Regions from separate parts of the Gossypium hirsutum genome. Here region 1 is linked to region 2. The links are chromatin contacts, called in public Hi-C maps. All regions are on one chromosome and are shown on one strand. Each heading gives the region's core, a stretch centred on a gene start, on an enhancer-like site or on the middle of the called end of the contact. The rest is flanking DNA. Distances are from core to core; before and after follow the strand shown.

Region 1 (3,632 bases), core at 1,021-3,520, 67 kb before region 2:
TTTTATACATTTTTTCTTATTTCAGAGTATGAAATTCTTTTTCTTTGGCTTAAGTTTGTTATATATATATGTATATATATATATTCTATATATGTTCTCTGTTCTGGTTGTGAAGAAGACTTATTTCTCTTGGATTTGGACATGGACAATCTCAGCTTGTTTATTGCTTGTCTCATTATATTCTGGGGTTAAATTTTGAAGTTGTGATGGTCAAATCTAGATTGATGCTTACAACTTTGAACAGTTGGGTTCACTCTTCCTCTTGAGTTCTTAAAATCTCTGAAGCAGTCCCTCTGTATTTGACTGTCTGTTAGACTTTTACCTACTTGAGATACTTAAACTGGGAATAAAATAGATTTCACTGCCTGTAAAATTTTCGAAGCTCTACGACCATTGGTTCCATTCAGTTCTAGATGTTGCAACTCGAAGCAAAAACTTCAATGCTTTTGACTGCTACACCACAATTTTGGGGACTTGTCTACATGTTCATTTTTTGCTTTTGTGATTTCAGCCTGTTTTTGCTGAAATTTTATTTGCTTTCGTGGACTTGAACTATGATCACAAGCATTGCTGGAAATATGATGTTGTATAGCATGTTTCTGGGAAATTAAGTTTGGTCTAGTCGTTCCTTGTTTGTACTTGGATGTCGAGTTTCACTAACGTAAGTCTTGAACCAGGGTATTCTGCAGTTAATGTAACACCCTAGTGGATTAAACCTGTTTCTGTGTCTGAAAAGTGAACTAAGTCATCCATGTTTCAATTCAATATGGATAGCAAATTTAAAGGCATAGTTTGGGTTGGTAACATTTATCAGAGGTTTGAAGCTTTGTGCTTGGAGATGGATGATATGGTCTGCCAGGTATTGTTTACCATTCATCCTTTTACTCTTGTAAAGCTAGAATATGAACACTTTTACTGCTTCTATATGCGTAAATGAAGTTCGGTATTGGCACCTTTATTTTCTGTATCTTAATGAAATTTTCCAATGCTTCTAATATCTCATAATTTTGATGTTAGGAAACATTCCAATACGTTGAAGACCAGTTGCAGACTGTGGGAGCTAATGTTAGGCAATTCTGTACAGAACTAATGCAAGAAGTGCTCCCTTCATCTCCTACCAATTCGAAGGAAGAACTTAACTTGTCTCTATTGCAAAATGCTGCTGTCACAGCCAATAAAGATTCAAACATAAATGTTAATAAAGATTGCATTCAGAAAGAACTGATCCATGTCAAATATATTAAAAATATACATTTAGGTTCATCTTCAGGGCAAAGCACAGAGAATGAGCGTGGCTTGGCTCAAGCATGCAAGAATGAAGCTCATGACACTGATTCTACTCTAGATGACGCCTTATTAGAATCAAAGGGTAGGTATTCATTCTGTTGGTATGATATATACATCTATCCTTATTTTTTTTGTCTTTCTAAAATGGTCTCCGCATTAGATTAAAATAACCAGTTGCATTCGGTTGTGGAATCAAAGGATTAGTTAAAGTAATGAGATTAAGTGATTTTGTTGCAGCTGTTCTGAAATTGGAACTAGAAACTGTTCCAGCTCCTGTTCCATCGCTTAATAAGGTGAAGCTTGAAGAAAGCTGGATTCTGGTGGACAGCAGTGAGCTTCATTCTCTTTCTAATGAATTACAAGAACGCCGATCATTCAAGGTAGGATACTCTCACCCTCCATCGTATATTTTGGTAAAAATTCAGGCGCCTCACGGATGTTTAGCTTGACATGAACAACCTCTTTCAGGAATGCTTAGTTGTTGTTTTGTGGGACAGGAGAAGTTTCAGGAGGCTTTTTCTTTGAAGTCAAGGTTATGGAAGCCTGATGATGAGCAGCATCGAAACAGTGTTGAGCAATCCAGTGAAAGCAACAAATCTGAGTCACAAGAAATGGGATTTTCCGAATCGGATTGGGAGATTATTTAAATAAAGTTAAAATGGATTTTAGAATAAGACAGGACATTTACATGGTTTGAAAAAATGGAGAGAACTAGGCAGTCTAGTAGGCATGATTTGATGGAGAGTTGTTGTCTAAATTGCAGTGTTTCCTTGTATTAATCAGATAACATTAGTATTAATTTCATCTTTTAATTACAAACAAAGCATTAATTAACGTGCAAAAACTCATTGGTTGTCTCCTGTTCTAATCGCGTATCCACCAAATTCCATGAACGGTCCGCAAAAGCTCGAAGGATTATATAATAAAAAATATATAATTTTTAAGTTTTATACTCCTTTTTTGTTCACAAAAAATAGGAAATAAAATAAAATATAAAAGGTGAAAAGTTATTTACAGAAAAGGGAAAATATTGGAAATAGCGGGAATATGGCGGACACTTACAGTTTGATAGGAGGCTTTTACTCTAAACCCTCTCCCCCTCTGCCTTCTTTTTTTCTCAAAACCCCAAAATTACCCCTCCATTTTCCATCTAAATCCATGGCTGCCCACTTTCATTGCTCCTCTAACCCTCGACCTTCCCAGCCCTCCTTACTCGTTTTCTCAGGTACTCTTTTCTCCTCGCTTTGATTGATAAATATTTCAAATTTGATTAAAAAGTCCTAACGTGGATTCGTTTATGGTGGTTCTAGGTGGGACGGCATTTAATGGCGTTGTAGAAGAGCTTAAGAAGTTAACAGTTCGCGTTGCCCATGTTCTTCCTGTTTCTGATGATGGAGGAAGTACTGCCGAGATTGTTCGAGTTCTCGGTAAATATTTTACGCATTTCTAACGCGAAATCTGATATCATTAGTTTGTCAATTATCAGAAGACAACTCTCAGTTGACATAGGAAACTTTAGTTGTTGAAGTTAAGTCTTGAAATAAACGAAAGAATTTTGCCTGCACTTGAATTGTTTAATCAGATGGCCTTTATTTTTATTAGATTGTGTCTTGGTTCTTATAATGATTTGGAAATTTCCTTTGATGTGAGATAAAATAATGTCGCTGAGTTGATAATGTTTAGGTGGTCCTGCTGTTGGGGACATAAGGTCAAGATGTTTGAGATTGGCTGATGAAAGCACTTCCGAGGCTCTGGCTGTCCGAAGATTGCTTGGTCATCGTTTGCCTATAAATCCACAGCAAGCCAAGTCGGAATGGTAGTGTTTTCCCCTGATAATTTTACTGTAACACTTTCATTTCAGCACATTTGATTAAGTCATTTAGATGGTCTTTTCTCTCTTGTTCAGCTAGTTTTGGTTACTTGATTGCTGCAATTCTTTTTCGTTCATGCTATTTTCAACTCCATTTTGTTGATTTTTTTTTCTACTCTTGTACACGGGCATCCATACATAAATAAATGCACTTATAAAGAGGCACTTGCATGCAAAGCTGCTTAAGAGTCACAGGATGATTCCAATAGAACATTACTTTTAAACTTCATTCTAAACCTACATATGGAAATTTCAGTACAAAATTGACAATTCTGTTTCTAGATTTATCTTATCCGGATTTCTTATGACTTACAAATATATAGGTTCCTTAGTGTTAGAATTAACTGTCAATTATCCACTCTTAACTCCTATTGTTTTGGATGTTTGCTTTCTGAAATTTTCCATTTACTTTCTAGGTGGTAAATATGGTGGGAGTATTAAGTAACAGTGTGCTGAGTTGAGAATTTGACAGGTA
Region 2 (3,454 bases), core at 269-2,768:
GACAACACCATGGTGGAAGGGACAGAGGCAATAGCATGGGCATTGGCGCCTACTTGTCAGGAGCAATTAGTGGCGCCTATCTGACAGGCGCGACCCGTTGACCCATTTTTTACCTGTATTTTGTCCCGTTGACCGTATTTTTACCTATTTTTTATATTTAAATATTTTTAATAAAAATAAAAAAAATAATATTTTATTTAAATCAAAAAAGAAAAAAATAATATAAAAAATTGATTGGCACCTGTCAGATAAGCACCATTTAAAAAACATACCATTTCAGTAATTAATCTATTTGACAACATATTTCGATATTTAATTTTTTAATATATTCCAGTAAAAAACCTAAATAGATTAAATTGAGAATTAACAATCTGACCAATTTAACTACCTACCCGATTCTAAAAATATTGACTAAAACCATGTGGTGACTAAAAATACAGGCACACTAAAAAGTAAAACCATTAATGACTAAACCATTAAATTTATGCATCATACAAAGCAAGAAACTAAGGGGCGGAGGAGAGAGAGTAAATATCTTGTCAAATACAAAGCATTTGAAAAAAAAATCACATTTTTTAAAAATCAGAATATTATTTACTTAGGATTGGGTTTATATTTATGATACTTTTATTATTTTTGTTTTCATTTTTTTTCTAAGTTTTCGTTAATTTTAGTTGAGTTTTTGCTTATATTTTTAAATCTGAATTGATGGTTCAACCAATTTAGTCATTGATTCGCATCAACATTAACCAATTAAAAAATTACATAAATTTAGGAGGTTTGTTTGTCATGTTTAGGTGACTTGAGAATTTGAACTATGCTTGTGTCGATTCTGTCTATAAGAGGTAGTATCATGGTATATGAGCTTTGTTGTGAGGCCTTGGAGATTTTTTACAAAGAAAAACTATGTCATTTTTTTGAAATTGTTGGAAGGGTGATGGTTTTGCAGAATCCTTTACATGGGAGGGTTGGTTTGATTGTGAATGTTCTTGGATGTTTACGTGAGTTGTAACAAATGTCTTTTCAAATTCATTGGTGAAGGCTGCCAATAATGTTTATGGCTTGGTTTAATTTCGAAATGTTGCGATCTTTCCTTTTGATTTGTGTAGGGCTTAGCTACAATCTTGTCATATGGTTTTCATTTCATTTGGGTGTCATTTTATACTCTTATGATTTCTTGATTCCAGTGTTTTTTGTTAGGTGAGGTTTTATGCGATTTTAGGAGCTTGTTGGTTTTGTCCTATTAGATGGGAAAATTGGAGAAAAGGGGAGTATTGAGACGTATTTTGCAATTATTGTACAACTGAAAATTCTTTATACTCTTCCTGATTATCTTGATTCTTGTTTTTTTTATCAAATGGATGTTGAAGAAGATCTTTTGAATTTTGCTAATATGCCTTGATTAAATTGATTGGTTGTTGTTATTGTTTGAGAGTTCATGCAAATAAGGAGAGTAGAGTACGACCTTTAGTTTATTTTTTTGTCTAAAAGTCAAAGGGGGAGGGGATTGTTAGGATGACAACTATCCAGCAATGTTTGTCCAGTGACCTGGTTGGTCATGGATTTGGTCAGTCATAATTTAATATATAGCCTGAGTATTTTTATGTGTTGCCCTTTTTGATATAGGCCTTACTTTTAAAACAAATGGGCCTTATGAAATACATTATTCCTGCTCTCAAAAAATGAAATTATTAAGAGTAGTATGTGAAGAGTTTGAAGTAGAATTCGACTTGCATTAAAGGGAGAAAACTTTTAAGACGTAGTCAATGGCTATTTTCAAGGAAGGATTTTTTGATTACCTTAAGACTCTATTGATTGATTATGAAGCACAAAGGAAGTTAAATTTATCTAGATTTCTCGACATTTATTGTTATTGCATAGGATGCCTATAAATAGGTAGTACTTTGTACATTTGTGGTATTATTTTTTATTGTGTTGAGAGTTGCGAATTGCTATTTTGGCTAATTGTTCTATTTGTTTCCGCATTCATTTTGTTAGAATTAAGTGACCCGAATCCTTATTTAAATAAAATACAGTGGTAAAATAAAATAAAAGTAAAATCCCTATAGAACTACACTTCTTTTATTTTATTTTAGAATAAGGTTTTTTAAGCCTTATTAAACTCCATCTATTTCATATTGATTAGAATAAGGTGTTTCAATCTTACTACACTCCTATTAGAATATGATTTTACAAGCTTATAAATAGACATAGTCTACTCCTCTTGTAATTATTCTAATTTGACATAGTGAATTATTTTCTCCTTTGCCCGTGATTTTTTGCCCGAAAGGGTTTCCACGTAAAATCTGTTTATTCTTTATTTTTCTCTCTCTTTTTTCTTTGCTATAAATTGTCATTACCAACGTTCTATTTTTTTACAAATTGGTATCAGAGCTTCTGGGTTGTTCATCTCAATCACGGTAATGGCGTCTTTGAAGTATGAAATTTTACTGTTGGATCGCAACACCAGATTCGCGTTGTGGTAGATAAAGATGTAGGCAGTTCTTGCACAGATAGACTTTGAAGAAGCCCTATTAGGGGTAGATAAGATGCCTTTAACATTGACAGAGGAAGAGAAGAAGTGCAAGGATCAAAAGGTGTTAACACAATTACATCTGCATTTGTCTAACGAAATTTTGCAGGATGTGATGAATGAGAAGACTGCTGCTGGATTATGGAAGAGGTTGAAACAAATATGTATGTCGAAAAATCTAACTAGCAAGCTGCATATGAAACAACGCCTTTATGCTCATCGTTTGGAGGAAGGTGCATTTGTGCACGAACACTTAACAGTGTTTAAAAAAATTCTCTCAAACTTGGAGGCCATGGAGGTTTAGTATAATAAGGAAGATCTAGGGTTGATTCTACTTTGTTCGTTGCCCCCGTCTTTTTCAACCTTTAGAGATAAGATTTTATATAGCCGCGAGTCTTTCACGGTTGATGAGGTTTATGATTCTTCAGCCTCGTATGATAAGATGAAACATCTTATGGTTAAAACCAACTCTCAGAGAGAGGGTCTCATTGTTCGTGGAAGACAATATCAGAATGCTGATGATGATCGTGGAAGGATACAGGAATGGAATCCTTGCAGTAAATCTCAAGGTAGATCAAAGTCTTCAAACAGAGGTAAAACTTGTAACTTCTACAAGAAGAAAGGGCACATTAAATCTGAGTGTTATAAGATACAGAACAAAATCAAAAGGGAGGCTACGAATCAAAATGGAAAACAACCAGAAAATTATGGTAAAGCTGATGTTGTAGAAGACTACAGCGATCATGAACTTCTAGTCACTTCTATCAACAATTCTAAAGCAAGCGAAGAGTGGATCCTTGATTCGGGCTATACCTTCCACACGAGTCCCAATCAAGATTGGTTTACAACTTACAAAATAGTGTCTAAAGGTGTTGTTTTGATGGGAAATAATGCTTTATGTAGAATTGCAGGTGTTGGAAT

The links. A called contact is a pair of places that touch in the nucleus more often than the background predicts.
Region 1: a contact with region 2 is called in a Hi-C map of leaf, with 3 times the contacts expected there. The contact joins the promoter of LOC107900647 here to the enhancer-like site in region 2. A contact is called at or near these places in 8 of 34 Hi-C or Micro-C datasets (anther, hypocotyl, leaf and 1 more).

What each region holds. Positions count from the first base shown.
Region 1 is chrD06:48,536,076-48,539,707 of Gossypium_hirsutum_v2.1, reverse strand. LOC107900647 reads left to right here and starts at 2,270. Exons shown (of 12, transcript XM_016826318.2): 1 at 2,270-2,512; 2 at 2,598-2,714; 3 at 2,971-3,103; 4 at 3,630-3,632. The coding sequence starts at 2,335. It overlaps LOC107900649, which reads left to right. Exons shown (of 4, transcript XM_016826320.2): 1 at 1-859; 2 at 1,018-1,369; 3 at 1,525-1,667; 4 at 1,785-2,131. The coding sequence starts at 752. The coding sequence ends at 1,934.
Region 2 is chrD06:48,468,470-48,471,923 of Gossypium_hirsutum_v2.1, reverse strand. No RefSeq gene overlaps it. Among protein-coding and RNA genes, the nearest start is that of LOC107900651, 21 kb to the left of the region's middle. Within about 2 kb of position 1,518, at least 2 of the 9 cell types and tissues checked have an H3K27ac peak or open chromatin away from gene starts, as enhancers often do. A contact at or near this core is called in leaf, where this site is marked.